2 separate regions of the Drosophila melanogaster genome follow, and region 1 is linked to region 2. Evidence: chromatin contacts called from public Hi-C data. All regions are on one chromosome and are shown on one strand. The core of a region is the stretch at or near the end of the contact, and the rest is flanking DNA. Distances in the headings are between cores, read along the strand shown.

Region 1 (5,958 bases), core at 242-2,741, 42 kb before region 2:
TACGGTTGTGCTGCACTTCATATTTATATTTCTCAATCAAAAACGTTCTTTTATTTGGCAATTTTTGGGCAAACACAAACTGAATTTTTTCTTTAAACAATTTGGGTACTTTTCTTTATGTGGATTCTGTTAATAAACACTTAAACAGCACACTGTTTATAATATTGCAATAATTTTATATTCTTCAGAAATTTTCCTGTAAATTTTCAGCATGTAGCTAAAAGTAGCTAAACATTGAACTCGTTGCTTGAAAACTTTAGTAAATCAACATTAGAAACGAACTTTTTTAGCTCACACAAAAAGTTGTAAAACCACGATTTTTGTTATATTTTCTTATTAAAACCAGAAGAAAGACAAATATCAGAAAAGTTCAAGTTTGCTTTTCTCTTCAAATCTTGTTCTATTTAAAAATCTAGATTATTTTGCTATGTGAACTTACCTTTAATTTTATTAACACCGAATTTTCCCTGAATGTGATTTTGTACTGAGAGCACTTCCATCTTCATAGAGCCGCCGTTGCAACTGCTATTTTGTGTGTTTTCAGCCGATTGTTGGATTTATAATGAAAGTCTGCCGCCTGCTGCTGCCACCGAATGCGAATGCGATTATATAGGCTATAGGCGTTTGATCTCGACCGACTTTCGATGCGTTTAATATATTGCGTGGGTGTGAATAGTTGTAGTTTAACGTACGTATAGAAATGCACTTTAATCACAAGAATTTGATTTTACTTCGCGTGTGGTTAGGTGTTTTATTGTGTGTTTACTTTGTTGTGTGTGTGTATGTGGTGGAGAGTTCGATTTTCCAGCGACAGCGTTTTAACAAACAATTGGAAAAGTATCAACAACTAAATTTGTTATTCTAGTTAAACATTTCAATTCAATACATTCTAAAAAATCAACGCAAATTGCCGCCCCGTTCAGCTCTCTCTCGCTATTTTCTTCCTCTGGGCTTTCGCTTCCCCTTTTTGTCTCGCTCTGTCTGGTTTCCTTTTTAAATTTAAGCACAGCACATGGTTTTGATTTAATTCATGACGTTCTTGTTGTTTGGACAGAGATTTTAATTTCGTATTTATCTTTGCTTTGCTTTCCTACATATGGCGGAGTTTCAAGTGCTGATGGCTGCGTTTCGTTTGTAGAAGTATTCTTTTCTGGTTTTCCGATTTTCTGGCTCTAATTCTTCTCGTTCTGCCCCTTATGTGCCGATGTGCTATGTTTGGCGGCCGCGTTTCGACTGCGGTTTTTTTCAGAAGTTCGTGTGAAGCGTACTACAAAATTTTCACTCAGCGCTCGCTCAGCTGTTTCTGTTTCTGTCTCTGTGTTGGTGCGAGCGAGAGAGCTTGGAAATAGCTGAATCAGAAGAAGAAGAGGAGGACGATGAAAAACTGGAACTGCGGCAACGGCAACAACTTCGATAACGGGACACGCTGGAGAGCTGAGCTGAGCGGAGCGGAGCAGTTTTCCAAACAGTTTTCCAAAGCTACTATCCGGCCGGCTCGCGTGCTGCTGCTTTTATACCAATTTTCCACGCCGGCTGCGCTGCCGGCGTCGCAGCTTTTCATTTTCCTTTTCCTTGGCCGTGAACTCTCTCTTGAGCGACTTGGCACTCTTTTGCAACCGGTGATCAGCTGTTCTTAAAGACACTTAAGAGCAGTTGAGCGGCTCGCTCTCTTGAGTGTTTTAGTTTTGAGAGTTGAGCAAAACTGTCGGTCTCTTTGAGTGCATTGTTTTCAAAAATAATTGGTAAAGTCTATAATCCCAATTGTTAATTCTCTTTGCTTCTATCTATGGATATCATTTGCACGTAATATAAAGTTTGTTGTTTAATAACTTGTATGTTATCTTGAAGCTATTTTTAACAAAAAATGTTTTTTTTTTATGGAAAAATATAATTTCAGTTATTCTTTTAACCTAAAATGAAATTTTCTTAATCTTAAATGTGTTTTTTATTGTTAGAATTAAAAAGGTAGAATATCAAGAGAACGAATATGAAATCGAAATTATAAAAAAAAAAACATTGGGTTTCTGCTTAAGAACCCAAATATCTAAATATTAGCATAGCGTTCTGTAAAGAAAATCGCAAATTGCGAGAGAAAAAACCTGGAGGCGGTTTTCTGTAATTTGGCATTTTAGTTTGTTCCTTTCTTTTTCATTTGAATCTCGTAACAAAATTTATGGTGTTTTGGGGAATATGCCGACTGCACAGACTGATGGTATTCATATATGTACATATGTATGTATATAGTAGATACATACATAAGTACATATGTTGATGCTCGTATATTTGGCCTTTACCGGATGACAAGACCCATTGTACCGCCTCCAGTTCTGTTGGTAACGGAATGGAGGGGAGAACAAGAAAATGGATGAAAATGCTTCGCCGACACAGGACACAGGGCCTGTCACTGTTTTAACAATTCATCTTAATAGAAATAAAAAATGGCGCCGCTGGCGTTGGACAGTCCGGCTGACACCACCCGCCCCCTTTCTGGACACCCCATCCGCACCCCTACTTATCCCTTATGCCATATCCCCCTTATCCGCACTCCACCCACTCCACCCACTCCCCTTTTCCTATTTGTCACTGGCTCGTTGTGGGTGCTCCTCCGCTCTCCATTGGATCAGCTTTGGAGAAAGCATCCGCATTTCCCCTTGTCTAGTTGCTGCTGCTGCTTTTTTTCTGTGTGAAGTTGGGGGGATTTACACATGTCAGTTAATGCTGAAAAAATGTTTACACAACACAATTGCCTGGCGGAGGGCGCGGGGGAGTGGCACAGTGCCCAGCATGGGGCTACTGCCGCACCAGGGTACAGAGAAAAAAAAAGAGAAAAATATATTCCAAAAAAATGAGGGGATTTTTTCGAAGAACTCGCCTATTCAGCCTACAAAATATGTTTCCAAACTAAACAAAAATAATCGCACCATTTGGCATAGATATCAATTTAGTAAACAAAATCATATCATATAAATCACATATTTTATACAATTTTTAGTAATCTTCGCTCGCATTTTTTTTTCGCGTGCATGCCAAAAAGTTTTAAAGACCAGCGCTCCCTCATCTTCTTTTGAAATTTTTGTTGCCACGCTGCAGCAGTGTCGAACAGGATAAAAGTCAGTGGCATACAATTAATCAAATGCATGATTTATGTGAGTGAGTTCCACACGAGTTTAACCTAAATACGTCCCGTCGGGAATCAGCCAAATGAGATGTTCAGGGCGGCGGCTAACAAACTCACCCACCGAACTCAAGTCAGCTTAATAGACCCATCCGCATTTCAAAGACGTTCACTTTACGAAAAATTGGTAAAAAGTATCTGGAAATGATTACGGAAATACAACTATTATAGTTGCTCCAAGGGAATTTAGCTCGTTAATCAAAATTGGATTACAGCACTAGTTTATTTTACCAAAATCAACTGAGGGGAATCAGCAAGTAGTTTCGTAACAAAGAATCAATCACCTTGCAGTATAGTTCAAAAAAGGTTTTTTCTAAATATATACTAACGAGATGAAATGGGTTTTAAAATAAATTCCAGCCTAATGCTTCTTGACTTCGTGAAGTGGGGTTAAGTAATAACTTAAGGGCTGTATTATTATTATTTCTCACCCCAAAATAGCTAGCAGCACTAACTTTTCAACCATAAATGCTGCGAGAACCCACATGGCATATCCATTTAGTTGCGATGTTTTCTCATGATTTGAAACTTTTCCACAGGTGGCAAGCCGACTGGAAAAACCGTTCACGTTTGCAGACACACAAATGCACTTCGCAAGGACAAATGTGATGCGGAATGGGAGCCGTAAGAATTGCTTGCTAAAAGCCTCAACCAAAGCCCGGCTGCCGTTGGCACTTAGGCTGGCAATCCTTTCTTCGCAGGATCAAAACTCCCAATTCCGAATTCCGAACGGAACCATAGAAGTTTCGCTGGGATTCCAAATGGGCTACAAATGAACGCCTTTTCGTGCAACCCAACACCCAACGCCCAATGCCATCCAACCATTCAACCATCTAGCCATGGCCATTGGCATCGCCATCGCCTTCGTCGAATGGACCACTTAGTGAGCCTTTGTGGCGCAGGAGGAAATTGTGGAGCCGGCTCTTCTAATGCGTTGCACGTTTTCCCAATAAAGTAGCTACAACAACACGGGCGGCAATCCTTTAAGTTCTTCGATACATCGCCGGGGAGCAGGAAACTGAAGCTGCCGGAGAGTGGCTTTTTAGTTTGCTCGCCCAACGCTGCACAGAGAAAAAAAATGGTCTCCTAATTAGTTGAATAATATTTAATTAGCTAATTTGCCATAAAAAAGTTGAAATACAAAACTGGAAAGAGCCGAAAGATATGGATTTTCGGAATTTAGCTCAATTTATGCGATTGTTAAATTGAGCAGTTGTTTATATTATTTCCCTTTTTTTTCAATTTTCAATTTTCCACAGTGTAGTTTTTGGCGCAAAGTCGGAGAAGCGGTAACTGCCATGAACATCGATTTTCATGTGATTTGTGCAGACGTGTTTGGGTTTTATTGATTTTCACTTGATTCCCTCCATATGCTTGAATATACTTAAGTCGGTACGTGCACATCTCCATCTCCATTTCCATCTACCAGCATCCACAGCAGCTCCAGCTCCCTTGCCATCCGCATTGGCATTCGGATTCGCAACCCGGACCATTTCATCTTGCCCCATCCCTATTCCATCCCAGGTCGCTCGTTGTCGACAGCCGCCGAGCACCCGAGCAGCTCTAATGTCAGGATCATGCGAGGTTATCAACATAATTTCGAAAACCACCCATCCGCACCAGGCATCGCCATCTCCGTTCCACCCACACCGCATCTTTCTAGTTTATGATGTAGTAGATTTCTGTTTCTTTTCCTGCAGCATCACCAAGATGATGATGACGGCGCTAGTGGTGGTGGTAGTGGTAGTGGAAATGTGGTCCTGCTCCTGATGAACAAGATGGGCGCGTGTGCGGTTTGATAAGACGCCAGCGATTCGGCTCCATTTCATTTGACTTTCATCTGCCTTACCCGGGCCACGTTAAAGGGAAACAGTCCCATTTTAAAGGGGGAACAAAAACTTTCATTTAACTTTGTTAACTCTGCTGCGGCAGAAAGAGTTTATTTTTCATCAGAAAACAGAATCATTTGAATTTAAATTAATAATCTCTTTATAAAAAAACGAATTCTTCAGCACATCGCTCTTAGCAGAGAAAGACGTAATCAGAGTGTCACATTTGGCTGTCAATTTGTGTTTGGATGGAAATATTCAAATTTAAAGTTGATTGAACAAGATGTGCTCCAAGACTCCAAAACGGAAACCGTCAAAACCCGCCACAAATATTCCGAAAGGAGCAGAAAGAACAAGGCGGGCAATTGCCATCAAGTGATGGTCCCCATTTATTTGTGCCAGCGCTCTAAGGCAATCAAAGGGCCTGCTGGCATTTCTGCATTTGTGGATTCCTGGACTCGTTACTCATTTCGTTTCGTTTCGGCTGACATCTGACATGATTATGTACATTTGTCCCCTGTGTGCTGGTGACGTCGCCCCTTCCAAGTCACCGCAAAAACTGACGCAATTTACATGCCATGTAGAGGATGCACTGGCAGAAATTGGTAGCTTAAAGGAGTGCCAACTATAATATGGTTATTATTTTCTTCGAGTTTGTAAGTTTGTAAGAAACTAAGAAATCAAGTTAATTGACAATGCAGAAAATGCAAGTGACTCGACTATCAGATACTCCTTACAACAATTGCTTATAACTTTTTGATGGATGATTGGGTTGCACAGATATTTGACATGTTCGAGTTAGGCGACTTAAATGAAATTTTAATTTTTCAATGTTGATGTGAAACATATAATTCCCAACATTTTTTCCAGTGCATCTCGACGAGCCCAACGACCAGCAGCAACTCTAATCTATCAGCGGTCTGTGCGCTTTGCGCTTACCTCGAATATTTTGCA
Region 2 (5,564 bases), core at 1,757-4,256:
TCTACCCTGACCACACTGACCAATTTATGCAAACTCACTTTTGCCACCAATTAAAATTTGTTCGAAACTGAAACCATGAGCGCTACTATTGTTAGCAAACTTCAGACAATGGATGGTAGTCAGTTACAGAAATTTAAGAGATAGCTATATAAATATTTAACGAGAGACATTTTCTGAATTGATAGATGGGAAAATAGCTTTTTGACATTGTCCTTCGTTTTTTCCCCAAAAGTGGTATTTTCCGCCTAGCCAAAAACTAAATCAATCGGCGGATTATGTAACTGCAACGAAAACTAAAACCGCTCCGATGAATTGGCTGCTTACGTGACCAGTCGAATGTCTAAGGCAAAAAAAAAAAAAGAAAAAAAATAAGAAAAAACAGCAAAATATCAGATACAGACCTCCTCCCGGTTTTCCTACCCCTTTACCTGCAATTTTCCTCCGTCGAACTGCCACGAACTGTTGAGCAGTCGAATCTTATTTGATTATAACGCTGAACGTCGAGTTCGCTGGCCGTTCATGAACTACAAAAGCCGCTGGCTGCGTTTCGTTTAACGTTGCACTGCACTGAGAAAAATATATGTGACTTAAAGACATTGATAGTCAGCAGAAGTGACTTAATTACCAAAGCTTTTAATATAGGTATAAATATGAATAAAGACTACTTTCTAGAAAAATTAAAATATCTTTTATTCCCATAGAAATTAAATCAAGACATGCTAGTTTCGAGATAATTAACTGGAAGTACAGCATTTCACTTAAGTACACTATTTGTATTTATTTTGGTTGCAGTGCAACATGGCCTCGATGCGGTTGTTGGCTCTTGCTACCGCACTCACACTTTAGCACTCGCATCAAAGTATCTTTCGGATGCAAAGGCGAAACGCACTGCGCCGAAAACGTGTGCGTTTTGCATTGCAACAGAAGTTGATTGTAAGGCATAACCGACTGGGTAATTCCCTAAGCTGAACATCTTACAAAAATAAGTTTTTCAACATGTTTTATTTCAAAAGATAACTATTATTTGCCCAAAGTTAAAATTGTATTTATGTGCCTTATTGAATTACTTATATTTTCTATAATATGTATAATATAATATTCTACTATAATGGCATACCAAGTTTTTATATCTTTTTATGTTGCACATTATTTATTCTTCATCTAAAGTCAACTATATTCGGTAGAGAAGTGCACTCAAACTAGCAATTTGAAGGCAACGACATCGTTCGACGGCCTAGAAGTTTTGCTCGCCAAACAGAAAAAAATTGTTTAAAAATTCTACAAAAAAGCAAACACAAAACATGCTTTACAGCAATGCAATTTGGTGCTTGTTTGCTTTGCATTTTTCTCCCAGTTTTTGTTTTGATAAATGGGTGCAGTACTTTTATTTATGCATCTCGTGTGTGTCTCACGCTAAAATAATTATCTGCATTGCATTTCTGAGAGACATATATTTCAAAATTTGCAGGCGGGCTTGCAGAAAAGATTCTCGTTTGTAAAGCATTTTCAAATTGATATTGATTGGGTTCTTTAAATTAAAAACCATTGAAATGAAGAGCAAACTAATATTTAAGCATTCAACTCATTAAACGTTTAAGATCACTTTAATTTATTTCAATGCTATATGTTTATAAATATTTTATAGGTTAACAGAAACAGCATAAGTATACTACGCAAATATAAACAAAGGTATTAATGTCGCTGCGTGAGAGATGAGGTGCATACACGATATAAATTTTATGCATCTGTTCCATTTTGTAGTAACAGCAATCGCAGGCTCTTGCATCCTGAGCTGTGAACGGTCTTCATAGCTTCCTGAAGGATAAAGGATTCCTTCTTGCTGGTGAGAATACGGCGCTCCCTTTTCAATTCACTGGCCAGACAATCCAGAAGATCATCCTCATTGAAGAACCGAAAGTTCACGATGGTCGTCTCCGCCGGCAGTTCCTGCAGCAATTCGAACTGCTCCCAGTACAGATTTGTTTCCAGATTAAAGACGTAGACAACCAGGACCCTTTGATTCCCTTTCGGTTCGCCCTCCCGTTCCAATATCAATCGATTGTAGATGGGCACCAGTCCGTGATCACAGGTCGTCAGATTGTCGATGATCAGCAGATTCACACCGCATTCGGAAAGTCCATCGGCAAACTGCCGGATCAGTCGGAATTTACTCGCTTCATCCGACACTTGTGTGCTCCAGGAGTAGGAGTGAGCATTTCTTGGCCAGGGAAAACACCGACGTAGTGTTTCGGTCGCCAGAGTTTTTCCCACGCCCGGAGGTCCTAGTAGAGCCACCGACCGGAAACGCCCCGAACCGCTCAGCGCCCTTTCCATGCGAGACAGTGCCTGCTCCTGATTCAGAACCACCCTGCCCATATATCGAAAGATCCGTTCCAAGTTCAGAGCCTCGGGACTGCAGAAAGTATCCTGAGGTGGGTAGAATTATAGGCACATGATTTTATTTGAAGTAAACTGTATCAAAGTTCTTACTTTATTATGCACATACAAGTCTCCTGAGAGATAATCCTCCTGCTCCAAGCCAAGCAGTCTGAGGAAACCCAACCAAAGGCCTTCCTCACGTGGTGCGGGATAATCCATCTGCTCCGTGGATAACTTCATTCCAAGGAAGAACATCAGGACAACCCCCAGTGTTACCGTCGCCACGATGGAAAGTCCATGGAGGAGCTGTGATAGGCGGTTCGAACGCAATCGTTCACGGTAACGCTGGCAGCTGGTTCTCCGCAGGATGCCCCTTAGCCTGGGATCCTCCTCCTCATCCGAAAAGTCACCTCCATGGTGTTGCAGATACCGCCGGCGGTTCCATTGGCAATTTAGCTTAGAAGGCGGCATTGCAGTTTTCGGTTGCATTTGATTCGTCTAAACGCACTATGTTAATTTTATAAAATTACTTTTGACTGCAGCTCCAGAATTTGTTTAATGCTTTTTGTGTCTTTTGTGTGAGCAACAATATGAATTTAGTTTGACACATCTAATAGTATTGGATTTGTTGGCTAATTTTGACTGTTTAATCAAGGAACCCATTGAAAAATCCAAAGGAAAAACATTAAATTTACTGTGTTAGTTTTTTTTTATCTTTTAATTGTTGGGCATTTGGAAAAACCTGTATTCATTCTTATTGTTAATGGTTTAAATGTTAGAAATCTTTAATCTTCAACTGTTTCATACAATTTCTACCAATCAGTTGCAGACTCAATAACAGATTGTAAAAAGCGATTTGGAAGCGAACTCAGCGGATTGAAAGCGCTTACTCATCATTATCGGACATTGGCAATCAGCTGATTTGGAGCAGCAAAGACGATCATTACCATTACGCTGGTGATTAACCCCGCACCCAGACCCCAACTACAGTACAAACGGCAACTGGGCCATCATCATGGTTCGTTCGAAAGCAGCTGGAAGATCTAGCGATCGTGGTTACCAAACCAACCCAAACCGAACTGAACCGAGCCGAGGTAAGCCAAGCAGACCCAGTAGACTCACTAGACCCACCAGACCAATCCAAGCCAAGTCGAGAAGAGACAAGACAACCAGGGACAAGACAAAGCCGTGGACAGCCAGACAATCAGCCAGCCAAGCCAGGCAGCTATTTTGGTGCTTGGCAACAAACATGGCTCAAAATGTACGGGACACATCTCAGTAAGTATTCGTAAGTCGACAATAGGCAAAAATTGAGGAAGCCGTTAAATGCAATAGTCACTATCATATGCCCTTCTCTAAATTCATTGCATATAAATCTTAAGAAAATGTAAATATTAATTTAATAAATATTATTTATAAATTAATACTCAATAAATATTAATGCGATCTAAAGTACTAAATACATTTTGTTTTAAATATATTCCTTATCTAAAGAAATATATTCGCTATACTCAATATTTAAATATTCCTAAGATCAAAGCAGCTCTCCATTGAATTCTCAATGGGATGTAAGGGTATTCCATTAGTCGTGGCATTGCGAAGCGACTCCAACAAACATGTAAAAACTCAGTGCCGTAACGGTTTATGAAAATCAAGTTGGGCGACTTGCAAAAGTGTCTTCATAAATCAGTCAACGCTCTGGGTACGAGCGTCAGCTGTCAGGCGGAGATCACTTGGAGCTGTGGAGCTGTGGAGTTTTGTCTTGGTGCTGCGGTTCGGTTGGGTTCACCGGTAATTACTCCAAGCCCCCCCCCCCCAATCCCACACTCATTCGATGCCCCTCAATCGCAGTTTGGGTGCCATTATGCTCTCTACATGACGTGACACGGGGGAAAGCTTTTGGGCAGGGTAAGAGTTAGTTGGCTCTAGAAACCGACTTTTACCGCCGCCCAGTGATGTCGAATTTTAATGGCTATAAATCTAAACATTCTAGCCAAATTTAAAATAATAAAAAAATTTTAGCTTCCCAACAACTTGTATAATAATTACTTGTATAATAAATAAAAAATTTAAAAATATTTTAAAATTACTTCTTTTGGTTAACAGCAAGATGTATATGTAGATATTTATTTATTATTTTCAAATGGAATTCTCACACTTTAATAACAACACTAAAAGTAATCAGTTAAGAAACAACTATCTAACTATTTTTCAAATTTTAAAGTTAGAATGCCAACTCTATTGCGGATGGATAAAGAGGCATTCAGATGGGTTCGGGTCTTGCCATATGATTTTGACAGCCCATCTCTGAGTTGAAGTTGAGGTTGAAGATGGGTTTGGTTTTGGCCCGGTCTGGTTCGTCAGTCAGCTGCGCTGAGTCAGCTGTTATAATTGTTGGCAAAGCGATGAAGTTTTTTGCCAGTGAAACGCTGCTGGTGTATGAGTGAAACTTTATGGAAAATTACCAACTTCAATCGGCATTAGACAGTACCCATTGTGGATAAAGCATAAATTAAGTCACCCTCTTTTGGCTTTCTGTGTCGCTTATAAAATTTATTAAACAAATGAACCGTACTATGATGACTAGTAATATTTTTCATAAGTTTACCATATACATATGTATTGTAGATATAAGATATCCTATTCTATTATCCATCGAATTTCATAGTCTTTTCTCCAGAATCAGAAAACGTTACGCTTAAGTACTTCTTTTTAACCAGCAAGTCATACAAAATTTTCCATTCCAGCCATTTTAAACTATAACTACATATAAAAGTACATTTCTTCAGTCATTTGGCTAAGACCATAGTACTTTTGTAAGAATAGTTAAAGGAGGTATACTATACTATACTAAATATATACAGTAACTACTAAAATAATACCTAATAGATTTTATGAATTAAATGTAGTCACTAGAAATTTAAAATCTTGTCACTAAAAATATATTTTAGTCTTTGGAAGAGCTAAACCTTGTCGGCCAAGCTGAAACTTCAACCACTTTGCGTAGATACTTTTATTGTGTAAAAGCACCAACTTAATTTATCTATCAGCTTGTTTCGAAGACTAGCCAACTATTATGGGACATTTCGCTAAGAGATGCAGATCTGCGGATTGTCGGCTATTGTGCTGAAAATTGCAGGCGAAGAGGCCAAAACTGGCCAAACTGGTTGTTCGGAGGTTGGTTT

What was found. Hi-C and Micro-C count contacts between places; a contact is called where the count stands out from the background.
Region 1: a Hi-C map of the Kc167 cell line shows a contact between it and region 2, with 2.4 times the contacts expected there. A contact is called at or near these places in 83 of 107 Hi-C or Micro-C datasets (the Clone 8 cell line, the D17-c3 cell line, the Kc167 cell line and 27 more) and 4 of 7 datasets of targeted methods (the Kc167 cell line and the S2 cell line).

What each region holds. Positions count from the first base shown.
Region 1 is chr3L:11,483,083-11,489,040 of dm6, reverse strand. chrb (charybde) reads right to left here and starts at 1,491. Exons shown (of 4, transcript NM_140213.5): 1 at 440-1,491. The coding sequence starts at 506.
Region 2 is chr3L:11,442,603-11,448,166 of dm6, reverse strand. CG7557 reads right to left here and starts at 3,006. Exons shown (of 3, transcript NM_168456.2): 1 at 2,656-3,006; 2 at 2,491-2,598; 3 at 1,588-2,427. The coding sequence starts at 2,868. The coding sequence ends at 1,738. It overlaps lncRNA:CR44549 (long non-coding RNA:CR44549), which reads left to right and starts at 3,063. Exons shown (of 1, transcript NR_124892.1): 1 at 3,063-3,695.